Regions from separate parts of the Mus musculus genome. Here region 2 is linked to region 1. The links are chromatin contacts, called in public promoter capture Hi-C maps. All regions are on one chromosome and are shown on one strand. Each heading gives the region's core, a stretch centred on a gene start, on an enhancer-like site or on the middle of the called end of the contact. The rest is flanking DNA. Distances are from core to core; before and after follow the strand shown.

What was found. Promoter capture Hi-C pulls out the DNA fragments that hold promoters and counts their contacts.
Region 2: a contact with region 1 is called in a promoter capture Hi-C map of liver. The contact joins the enhancer-like site here to the promoter of 4930583K01Rik in region 1. A contact is called at or near these places in 3 of 39 promoter capture datasets (the C10 cell line, hippocampal neurons and liver), 1 of 484 Hi-C or Micro-C datasets (embryonic stem cells), 2 of 115 datasets of contacts at active chromatin or transcription factors (embryonic stem cells and microglia) and 3 of 9 other capture datasets (adipose tissue, liver and pancreatic islet).

Annotation. Positions count from the first base shown.
Region 1 is chr7:118,241,482-118,247,218 of GRCm38.p6, forward strand. 4930583K01Rik (RIKEN cDNA 4930583K01 gene) reads left to right here and starts at 2,426. Exons shown (of 2, transcript NR_027879.1): 1 at 2,426-2,484; 2 at 3,247-4,070. It overlaps Smg1 (SMG1 homolog, phosphatidylinositol 3-kinase-related kinase (C. elegans)), which reads right to left and starts at 2,156. Exons shown (of 63, transcript NM_001031814.1): 1 at 1,724-2,156. The coding sequence starts at 1,809.
Region 2 is chr7:118,570,375-118,575,562 of GRCm38.p6, forward strand. All of the region lies in intron 1 of Tmc7 (transmembrane channel-like gene family 7), which reads right to left. Among named protein-coding and RNA genes, the nearest start is that of Tmc7, 12 kb to the right of the region's middle. Within about 2 kb of position 1,882, at least 19 of the 459 cell types and tissues checked have an H3K27ac peak or open chromatin away from gene starts, as enhancers often do. A contact at or near this core is called in liver, where this site is marked.

The DNA of each region.
Region 1 (5,737 bases), core at 1,176-3,675:
ACTCTCTATCCAAGAATTCAATCAGAGCTCATAGAAAGTTTTCATCCTTTCCCCATACACCCTCACTATGCCAAGAAACAAAAATATTTGAAACATAGGTGACATTAACTAACAACCTATGCACATATTCCTTAACTATATAAGCCATTCTGCTCTGTGTGTGTTTTTGTGTGTGCGTGTGTGTGTGTGTGTGTGTGTGTGTGTGTGTATACAGGTCATAATATGCTAAAATATAGTAGAATCCATTGTTTTCCGAGACAGGAGACAAGGGTTTATCTTGGCTGTCTTGGAACTCAGACCAGGCTGGACTCAAACTCTCAGGAAGCCACCTGCCTCTGCCTCCCAAGTGCTGGGATTAAAAGTGTGCACCACCATAGCCAGCTGTAGAATCCATTTTTAAATAAGAGCTCTATCAAAAGTCAAATTCAAGTTCATTTATCACCTAATGTGTCAGCTGCTTAAAATCAAACCTCACACATTTCAATAACAGTGAAATCAAAGCATGTCAATGAAAAGAATGTCAACTTGTTTTATTTAACGCACTGCACAAACCTTCATGCAGGGCAAGTCAAAGCGATGATTTTGCAAACACTCCTTATAACTGCTTCAAATCTCAAATCTAGACTTAGGCATTCGTTTTTACAATCATTTAGTCACAAACATCAGTTCTCAAGAGACACAATGTTTAGGAATGCACGTTAAACAAAATAAGTGTACCCCTATTAGCCAAAGAGCATTTTAATTTCTCTACCAACTCTTAAAATGTAACACACTAACTTCTAAAATACTCCACTTCCAAGCTGTTCTGAAATTAGGAGGATCTACTAGAAAGCAAGACCAACACCAAAAAGTGTACGCTTTCCATTCACGTGGCCATTCTGAACAACGGAGTGTACTTCAAAGAATACATCAACTTCTACTGAAAGACAGGTTTTATACATTTAGGAAGTCCTAGGCACTGTTAAAGCTCAAGTAGTCTCTGAATACTTGAAGCCTTTACTCAGCAAAGAATGGGAACCTACATTAAGTATAACCAGTCCATAATCAGAAAGAACTGACTAGAAATAGTTTTTCTTTCGTATTTTTCTCTTAATATTTTAAATCCAACCAGACTCCAATTCCTTCATGCAAAACGAAATTTCTCTACTCCTGAGAATACAAATTCACTCCAAAGCGCCCTGGGAAATTACTGTTTCCAGAAAAACTATTTCTGCAGTTGGGGAAAACTTAAAATGCCCCAGTGCCTGATTGTGTCGATTTCATTCACAGTCCCATAATCTCATCTTTTGGTCGACTAACATCCTGTCTAAAGTCAGAGGAAGACCTCGGTAGAGTTCTCAGCTTTTAAAATACATTAATTAACACGTGGGAGTCCAGAAGGACGCAGAGTTAAGGTGGTCTTTGGCATGAGGACTGGACGCGGAGCCGAGGAAGTTAATAGGTAACAGGGAGGGTTCCTGGACCTCAAATCTCAACTTGGAGTTAGACGGCAGTGGAACGTCCTCCTCCACCCAAGCTCAGAGCCACTGCTCCAGCCATCCGGCTGAGGCGGCCAGCCGGGCACAGAGGCCTCCGCTGCCCGCAGCTTTCCTGCCGGACCAGGCCCGGAGGACACCCAGGAAGCCGCGCCCGGCTCCAGGGACCGCGGGCCTAGGCCGCGCCTCCCAGTCCCGCGGGCCTAGGCCTCGGCCAGCTCCAGGCGAGGCTCGACGCGGTCACCCACCTGGGTTGCCAGTCATTCCAGCTCCGCGGGTACTTGGTGCCGCCGCCGCCGCTGCTCAGCCGAGACCCCGGGGCTCTGCGGCTCATTACCTTCCCCGACACGACATGGCCAAGCGCCGCCGCCCGAAGAAGCGCGAGTCGCCGCCTGAACCGGCCGCCGCCGACACTGCGATCTGGCCCGGGGCTGAGGAGGAAGCCGCGGAGGGGGCGGCGGAGGGCGGGGGAGGCGGACGGCCGTTCCGGGTTCCGCTGGAGCCCGCAACGCAGGAGCAGGAGGCGGGAGCGGCGCGGCGAGGGGGAGGCGGAGGCAGGCGAGGCGACGTCTCTTCCAGGGCAGCGCGCGGCCCGCGACGCTGGGGCCCAGGAGGACGAGGACAGCGAGGAGGCGGTGGCGGCGGCTCCTCACGCTCACACGGCCACGGCTTCCCCGCCTCCCGGCTCCGCCCGCCGCGCCGCCGCTGCCGCACGGCATGCTGGGAGCGAGGGGCGGTGCCGGCGCCCTAGGAGCCTGGAGAGGGGCGGGGCTCGGGGTGAAAGGCGGGGCTATTGGTCACAGAATATGGACTAGAGGCGGGGCTTATGACAGGGGTAGGGTCACCTAGGAGGGGCGGTGCCGGCGCGCCCCAAGCCTGGAGAAGAAGGGCGGGACTAGTTGGGGCGTGGTCTGTGGCTGCTGAACCTGGAGAGGGGAGGGGCGAAAGTCAAAAGGCGGGACCTGCTCGAGAGGCACTGGAGTTCTGAGAGCCTAGACTTCAAGGCGAGGTCCGCGTTCGCGTAGCTAAAAGGGGTGGGGCTTTGAGGAGAAGGCGAGAACTACTGGAGAGCAGGGACCCGAGCGGACCTCCCTGGGCCTCCTGAGCAGCAGCTCTGTCTGCGGGTGGTAGAGAGCAATGTGGACTCGTCGCGGGGCATCATGGGAGAGGGGATCTCCACCCCGGGTCCACACACGCCCTCCCATACACTCGGAGGACCGGCAGTCAGGTGTGAACAGGCGTCCAATGGAGGACAGGAGGGGGAGCGTGCCCTTGAGCGCTAATGCGCGCACACAGATGTGCCCTTGGCGCTCACGTGCGTCCACCTGCCTGCCACCGTCTTAAGGGAAAAAGTCAGAATAGTAAAATCGAGGAAGGGGAAGTGAAAGCGACACCTTTTCAACCCCTACCTGAAATGTCATGCAGTCCTGGTACATATTTTCCAAAAGTGAAAAACAACGCCTGCTTCCTGCCCCATGAACTGTGCTCTGTAATCTGGTTCCTTCTAGTAGTAAGAGGCCTGTTACCCACACTCTCCTGAAAGAATTCGATAAAGCACTGGGCACATTATGTGAACGCAATATACTCCTTTGTGTGCGTGTTTACATGTGAAGTACAGAGAACAACCTCAAGTGTTGCTCATAAGCCTCCAGCTACCATGTATTTTGAGGCAAGGTCTCTCTCTCACTAGCTGGCCAGAGAGCCCCACGAATCTTCTGTTTCCTCAACGCTGGCTTTACAAACGGTGACACCATTTCTGGCTTTTTTTCAGGTGGTTTCTCGTGTGTGCGGGGCAAGCACTTTAATGACTGAGCTATCTCCCTAGCTGCAGGCTCAACTTTAAAAATAGCCGAGATACACATCAAGCAAGTATTTAAACCTTTTCCACATAAAGTTTTTAGGCCATCCATCGTTTTGCCTCACAAGAGAAGTATGTATACATCACTTAAGTAATTCAAAATTGTTACCAAGGACATGGCTCAGAAAGTAGAATGCTCAAAGCAGGAGCAAGCACGAATCACTGGGTTCCATCCCCAGCACCCCATAAATGCAGCATGACGATGTGTCTGTAACCCTAGCATTCAAGAAATGGAAACCGGAAGTTGTTCAGGCTCACCTTCCGCAAACCTGGCCTACATGGGACACTGCCTACCCAACCCCCAAGAAATAAAACTATCACTAAAGTACTTAATTATCAGGCGATATCTCCCTATGAGTATATCCCTTACATTTTTCCACCATCTGATCCTGAGTATGCCCACAAATCCGTCAATGAAGGAGGATCCTGCTATTCCAAAAGACAATCAAATGATTTTTTTTCTCTTTCTGCCACCCACATTGCCCACCATTGCAGAAGAAGTGGGGGGAAAGTCTTCTGAAAAATACGATCTTTGACTCAAGACAGAAATTCCCACAAGGAATTGGCCAGACCCAGGCCTGGTCACCAACCTACTGTAAAAAAAAAAAAATCAATAATGGAGCTGGAAAGTAGTTCAGTGTTGCAGCAGTTTGGTCACCTACCATGTTTGAGGCCTCCTGTTCAATCGCCAGTGCTGTAAAATAATGATCGTTACTTCAATAAGATTGCTTCCATACTGAAATTGCTCTGGGCATCTTCATAAATGCCAATTTACTTCTCACTGAAAAAAGGATACAAGGAAGGGACCCACCAGGTGCATAAGTTAAAAAGCACAGCTGGGCTCCAACTCATAACTCTCCTGCATCTGCCTCTTGGGTGCTGGATTTACAGGCATGTGCCATTATGCCTGGTTTTGCCTTTTTTTTAAAGATTTATTTATTTTATTTATATGAGTACACTGTGGCTGTCATTAGACATACCAGAAGAGGGAATCAATCAGATCCCATTACAGATGGTTTTAAGCTACCGTGTGGTTTCTGGGAATTGAACTCAGGACCTCTGGAAGAGAAACCGGTGTAAGAACACCGCTGAGCCATTTCTCCAGCCCCATGCCTGGATTTTTAGAAGGTATTCTTGTTTTGTTACTTATATGTTTAATTATAGAAGCAATGATAAACACATAATCTAGTATTTTTTAAGTATTTTATTCTTAATTATAGGAGTGGGGAGTAGCAAATACTAATAGGGTACTATTAGTCCAAAGAGAACGTTGGATCTCCTGGAACCGGAGTTATAGGCAGTTTGGAGCCAGCCAGTGGGTGCTGGGAACCAAACTCAGGTCCTCTGTAAGAGCAGTGTATGTTCTTGAGCCCTGTATTGTAAAGTACACCTTTAAGCTGGGGAATCGGAGACAGAGGCAGGGAAATCTCTGTGAGTGTGAGTCTATACAGAGAGTTCCAGGACAGCCAGACTACATAATAAGAATATATAGATGGGGTACATATTCTGAACTGTTGAGCCATCTCTCCAGCCCCAGTCCTTAGTACATTCTAATATGTCATCTAATCATGGTTTGGTCTTTTAGTCGAAATTCAGCAAAATTGATGGAGTACCTACTAACCAAGAAATTGACACTAGGACAGCCATCAGCACCCAGCCCTCAAGAAGCTTAGGGAGAAAGCACTAAGGGCAGGACCTATCATGAGAACTGACTGAAGTCCTCCAATTTGTTCAGGTCCCCTCTCGCTCCCTGCTAGAGCAGCTCTCAGTCTGGCTGCAGGTGCCTTTTGCCTGATGCCATTCCTCAGTTCCAAAGTCTGGTTTTTAGATTGTTTCCCTCACAGTGTGTTGGTTTGTTTGTTTGTTCATTTGTTTGTCTGTTTGCCAGAGTTTTATATAGCCCATGCTGGACCAATTTTTTATGTTACTAGGGATCAAATCCAAGGTCTCATGCATACTAGGCAAGTAGTCTACTATGTTCCTAGTTCTTTACTTCAGAGTCCTTGCTTTTTCTGCTCCAGATGAACTGATCCTGCCTCTTTCTCATTTCAACCCATTAAGAAGGGGTTAATATGTCCAATTAATCTCTTTGCCTTCCTTAAGTAGTTGATGCAAATGACAAGCATAATATGTCAATTATTAGAGCCCCAAATCGATTAACAGCAGAATAACCAGAACCTTAGACTTTTAAGAAAAATTTCACACGTCTCTTTTAACCTATTCAAATCACAAAATGCAATCAAAGCGATCCAAGGGACAGCTCCAAGGTCATACTTTGACTTAAACAAGAAGAGGGGGTGTTAGCAAGCTCCTGACTCTTACTGTAAAATGGAGATGTTAGTTGTACTGCCTTCTTAGAGACTCTATGCAGGTCCATAGAACTAGAATCAGAAATCCTTTAGTA
Region 2 (5,188 bases), core at 632-3,131, 330 kb after region 1:
AATCACGGCCTCTGGCTGCACCTTTTTGAGCCTTGGGCAGCTTGTCCTTGGGGAATATGAGTGTCAGGTGCTCCTCTGACTTAGCCCTGCCATCAGTGTGGCCCCTTAGGTCAGTATGGGGGCTGTTTAACTAAGCCTTTGCATGTTTCCAACATCGGGGTGACTGCTGAGAAATACCTAAAATTTCTTGGGATCAGACTGCAGCATTTAGGCTGTTACTAGGGCAGGAGGGCAAGGGTGACAGGTGGCATGGGTCAGAGCAGGGAGCTTCCTTCCTCTCTTTCAGAACTGGGACTGACCCCAGGGCCTCAGGCACACCAGTCAAATGCTCTGCCATCAGCCGCAGAGTGGCCTCAAACTCAAATTCCTCTTGCTTCAGCCTCCGCAGTAGCTGGGATGGTTGGCCTGCACCACCAGGCTCAGCTCAAAGTCGAGTCTCTGAGTCTAGAGCAGTGTCTTGCCCCTAGAAGGCCCTCTACTTGAAGACCAAATGAATAGATGAATGAATGAATGAATGAATGAATGAATGAATGTCAGAACAGAAGCATGGACATGTGAAGAAGGGCTTCCTTGGGTCCTGACATCCTAGTGAAAACTATAAACTCTCAAGAGACTGGCCAAGCATGATCTGAGTGTCTCCAAAGGCCCTGCATCCCTCTGCATGCCTGCCAAAGGCGCTTCAGCCATATTTGGTGCTGAGCACACTTAGGGCTTTGCTTCCTACTCTCAGGTTCGTGGAACTCAGGATAAAAAATGACCTTGTGAGTCATGGAGAATCTGCCAGTTACTGTGAGGATAAGTGTCCTCTCTTCCCATGGGCAACATGTTCCAAAAGTGCCAATGGATGGCTGAAACAAAGAACTCTCTTCTATGCTGTGCTGTGCTGTGCCACTGTGCTATGATACACTACACACACACACACACACACCACATCATCTAAGTATGTGTATGTATGTTGCTGGGGATAAACTCAGAGCCTTGGGCATGTTAAGCACATACTCTCTCACTGAACTCCAATGCCTGCTCTGTCTTTTCCATCAGAACTAAGCACTTGTCACACATTGTGGCCTTAGCCTTTTCAGTCACTTTTTATTTTTGTGTGGGGGGAGGGGTTGTTTTTGCGAATGTATGCAGGTGCCTGAGGAGGCCTGAAGAGGGCATCCAGTTCCCTGTGGCTGCCCGATATGGATGCTGGGGACTGAACTCCTGCCCTCTGCAAGATCAGTGCTTGCTCTTCACCGCTGACCCATCGCTCCAGCCCAGCTTTTAGGTGTGACAGCAGAGCCATCGTGGAATTCTTAGAGAGAGACACATGACAGTCATTCCAATCCTTAATCTAGGCTGTTTAATGTGTATTGTCTCTCTCTTCTCTCAGGGACCCCATTTTTCTCCACCACCATGAATCGTCTGGGTCTGTGCAGGACTTGACACATGTCAGTGTCTGATAAATAACTGATGAATGAATGAATGAATGAATGAATTGGGAATGGATGAATCTGGTTTTGAGGACACTGTTCAATTATCTACCAAGTTTTTGATCAAAGTATGTGGTTAGCACCCTAGAAAGCAGGGTGCAAAAAAACAAGGGGCAAATAATTAATCATGAAACATTATTCTTTTCCATATGGATGATACATTTTTACAACTGAAAATAAAATTAGTGGTTGTTTTTCAGGGTGTTTATGTTTGTAGCTCAGGCCAACTTAGAACTCGACTTGTAGCCCAGGCTGGTTTCAAACTGAAGTTCCTAGAGCCTCCCTAGACCTCAGATTGTAAGTGTGAGCCATGTCCCAGGGGGAGGGGAGTTGGCAGTACACACTGACTGTACTCGATGTTCCTGTTTGAGATTCTCTCCACAGACGTGTTTATGGACATGCACTTTGATCTGTTAGGAGCACAGTTCATTGTTCTCAAACAATCTCACAACAGGGAGACACTGATTGCAGAGCCTGCTTACACTGGTTCCTGGGCACTTGTCCACTCCCTGCGGTTTGACATCATTGTTATTCCGGAAGCTAACCAGAGAGAGGAAGCTTGATAAATACATATACATACAGATTCCAAAGGCTTTTTATCTAGAAGTTTCTAGAATTCAGAGACTCTACTTTAAAAGCTACCACACACAAGATACTCATCAAGTGATATATGGCCTATCAAGATGGCTCAGCACTTGGCACCAGGTCTGATGACCTCAGTTTAATCCCTTCCTTATATTTTCCATAGTTGAGAAATTATATATTTTTGAACTCATGTTTTTAGAGTTCTTTCCCACAGCCTAAAGTCACAACATCCTACCATTTTGCTGAGACTTTAGATACACCTTCACCTCCTAGACTTGTGCTGTCTCTGATTCTCATGGAGTCATGAACCTTAAGGTTATTCCTCCAAGGAGGAGCATGAAAATATGTCTATTATTATACAAATAAGCCTTACGCCCACAACAACCATCCACACCATGGAGGCCCATGCCCTGCTGACTCTATTCCAGGGACAAGAATCACATCACATCGTTCCTTACACTTGGCCAAGTAGGATTTGGTACCTGAGAAGGTAACATTTGAGGAAGGTGGGGAAAGCAGGGAGAAAGTTATGCAGCCTTCCTGGGAAAGGCTGTCTAAGAAGAAAACAGCAAGTGCAAAGGCCCTGAGGCAGATGGAGCTCGGCAGGCCTGAGAAAGAGATTGGTGGGAGTCAACAGGAGGACAGTAAATCATGGGGGATAGAACAGGCCAGGGGCCTTGAGTATCAGGGAAGACACTCGCTTTTGTCTGATAAAGTGGGAGCCATGAAGGGTTTGTGCCAGAGGGATGCTTCTCGAACTGGGGTTAGGCAGGGTCACTGTGGCTACCACTGTCTCTACACGGTACCATGGCTATGGTCCAAGCTAGGTGTACTTCCCACAAGGAAGGTCTAGTATTGGTTGGTTTTTGCCAACTTAACATAAACCTAGACATTTATGAGAAGAGAGAATCTCTTTTACTTTTTAGATTTATTTATTTCTGAGTTTTTTGTTTGTATGCGTGTCTGTATACCGTTTGGTACCCTGAGAGGTCAGAGAGGGAATCTCTATCAGATTGGCCTGTAGGCAAGTGTGGGGGGAGGGCATTTTCTTGCTTGATGAATGATGGAGGAGGGCCTTGCTCATTGTGAGTGGGGCTACCCCTGGGCAAGTGATCCTGGTCCTGGGGTGTGTAAGAAACCAGGCTGAGGGGCTGGTGAGATGGCTCAGTGGGTAAGAGCACCCGACTGCTCTTCCGAAGGTCCAGAGTTCGAATCCCAGCAACCACATGGTGGCTCACAACCATCTATAACGAGATCTGACTCCCTCTTCTGGAGTGTCTGATGATAGCTACAGTGAACTTACATATAATAAATAAATACATCTTAAAAAAAGAAAAGAAAAAGAAACCAGGCTGAGCAAACCACATGGTGTAAGCCAGTAAGCCGCACTCCTCCATGGCCTCTGCTTCAGTTCCTGCCTTCAGGTCCCTGCCTGGAGTTCCCGCCCTGACTTCCCTCAGTGATGGACTATAACCTGGAGATCTAAGCCGAAATAAACCCTTTCCTTCCCAAGATGATTTTGCTCTCCATTCTTCTCATCAACAGAAACCCGACAGGAGGGAAAGTATCTGGGATTGTAAAGCAAGCGAGGTGTGACCGAGGAAAGACAGTTTTCATTTAGTCACATGTCCAAAGCGACCCGTGGCTGGTGCTATAAGGAATATTGTGGAACAGCCTTCTTCCTGGATCCCAGAGCCAAGGGAAGTGTGGAGAAGCCTGCCAGACACCTGGATAGCAGGCTAGTAGGACCAACCTGAGTCAGATCAGCTGGTGTCACAGCCAGGACAGGAGCGCAGCTGGGCTACACCCCACATCTTACAACCGGATGAGCAAACTGCCCTCGGGAGCAGGTGACTAACTTGCTAATCAAAGTTACCACTGGGCCAAGTGCCTGTATTACCTAGCTGTTAAGCTAGAGGAGAGTCCAATGTGCTGGTTATGGGCTAGTTCCTATGAGTCTGTGTGCCTAATGATGAGCAAGACATGCAGGGCAGAGCCCTGCCTCCCTGGCCACCTGCCTGGTGCTAAAGCCCAGCTCCTCCTCCTACCGGTGTGGACAAGCAAGCGTCCTGACCACCTTGTACCTTAACGGGAACAGCTGTCCTGAAACTAGTCGGCTCCCATATGTAAAGTGTTTAGACAAGAGCCAGAGGAAAACTCACGTGTCTCAAATCCCTGCTGCCCACATAGCAGGAAAAATCCCCAAGTGACAGCCGCAACTGTGTTCTAACAAAAGCTTATTCACAAAAACGGGTGGCAGCTAATGTGGTGAGACCCGCGTGGAAGCTGGGACTTCTTCATTGATAAGTTTACTGTGTGAGCCCATCTGGAACGGGCAGGGGAGGTGTCTTCTTGGCAGGGGCCAGGCTAGTCCTTTGTGGACTGTCTTCTCTCTACCAAGACCGCTTCAAAAGAATCAGAAGACAGAGGCTGAGGCAGGAGGACTGAGAATCTAAAGCCAGTCTGGGTTAGGCTCTCTCTCAAATACAAATAGGGCTGCAGTCATGGCTCTGTTGGTAAACTGCTTGCCTTGCAAGCACAGGGACCCGAGTTCAATCCCCAGGAACCTCATGGAAAAGCTGGGCATAGGAGCATGGGTTTATAATCCAAGCGCTGGGAAGGTGGGAGCAGGCGGACCCCTGGAGCCAGCCTTTAGCCTGCTTGCTTTGCAAAAAAAAAAAAAAAAGTTTAAATAGGATAGCACCTGAGAACATTACCCAATGTTGACTTCTAGCCTCCATGTGCATGTGCACCTGCACACGCGTGCGCACACACGCACCACGTAAACAAACAAACAAACAAATGGATCACAAACAAGTAAGTGATGTCCAGTGTTACTGGACACAACGTAGGCAGCCTCTGGGAACACGCACACAGTGCAGGAGCATACGTCACGATTATGGAAAGCTTTTACACTGGATCCCGCTGGGTCTCGCAGGGGCTGGATCACAGCTGGTCTTCTCAAGCCCTATCCTCCTCTGCAGCTAAGATAAAAACTCTGCCCCAACGTGAGCCAGGGCTTGAACCACGAGGGAAAAACCTCAGGACATGCGCACGCCATACCTCCACCATGGCATGGCGGTGGCCTGGCACCTAACAAACGTCCCTCAGACAGACACGTGCAAAAG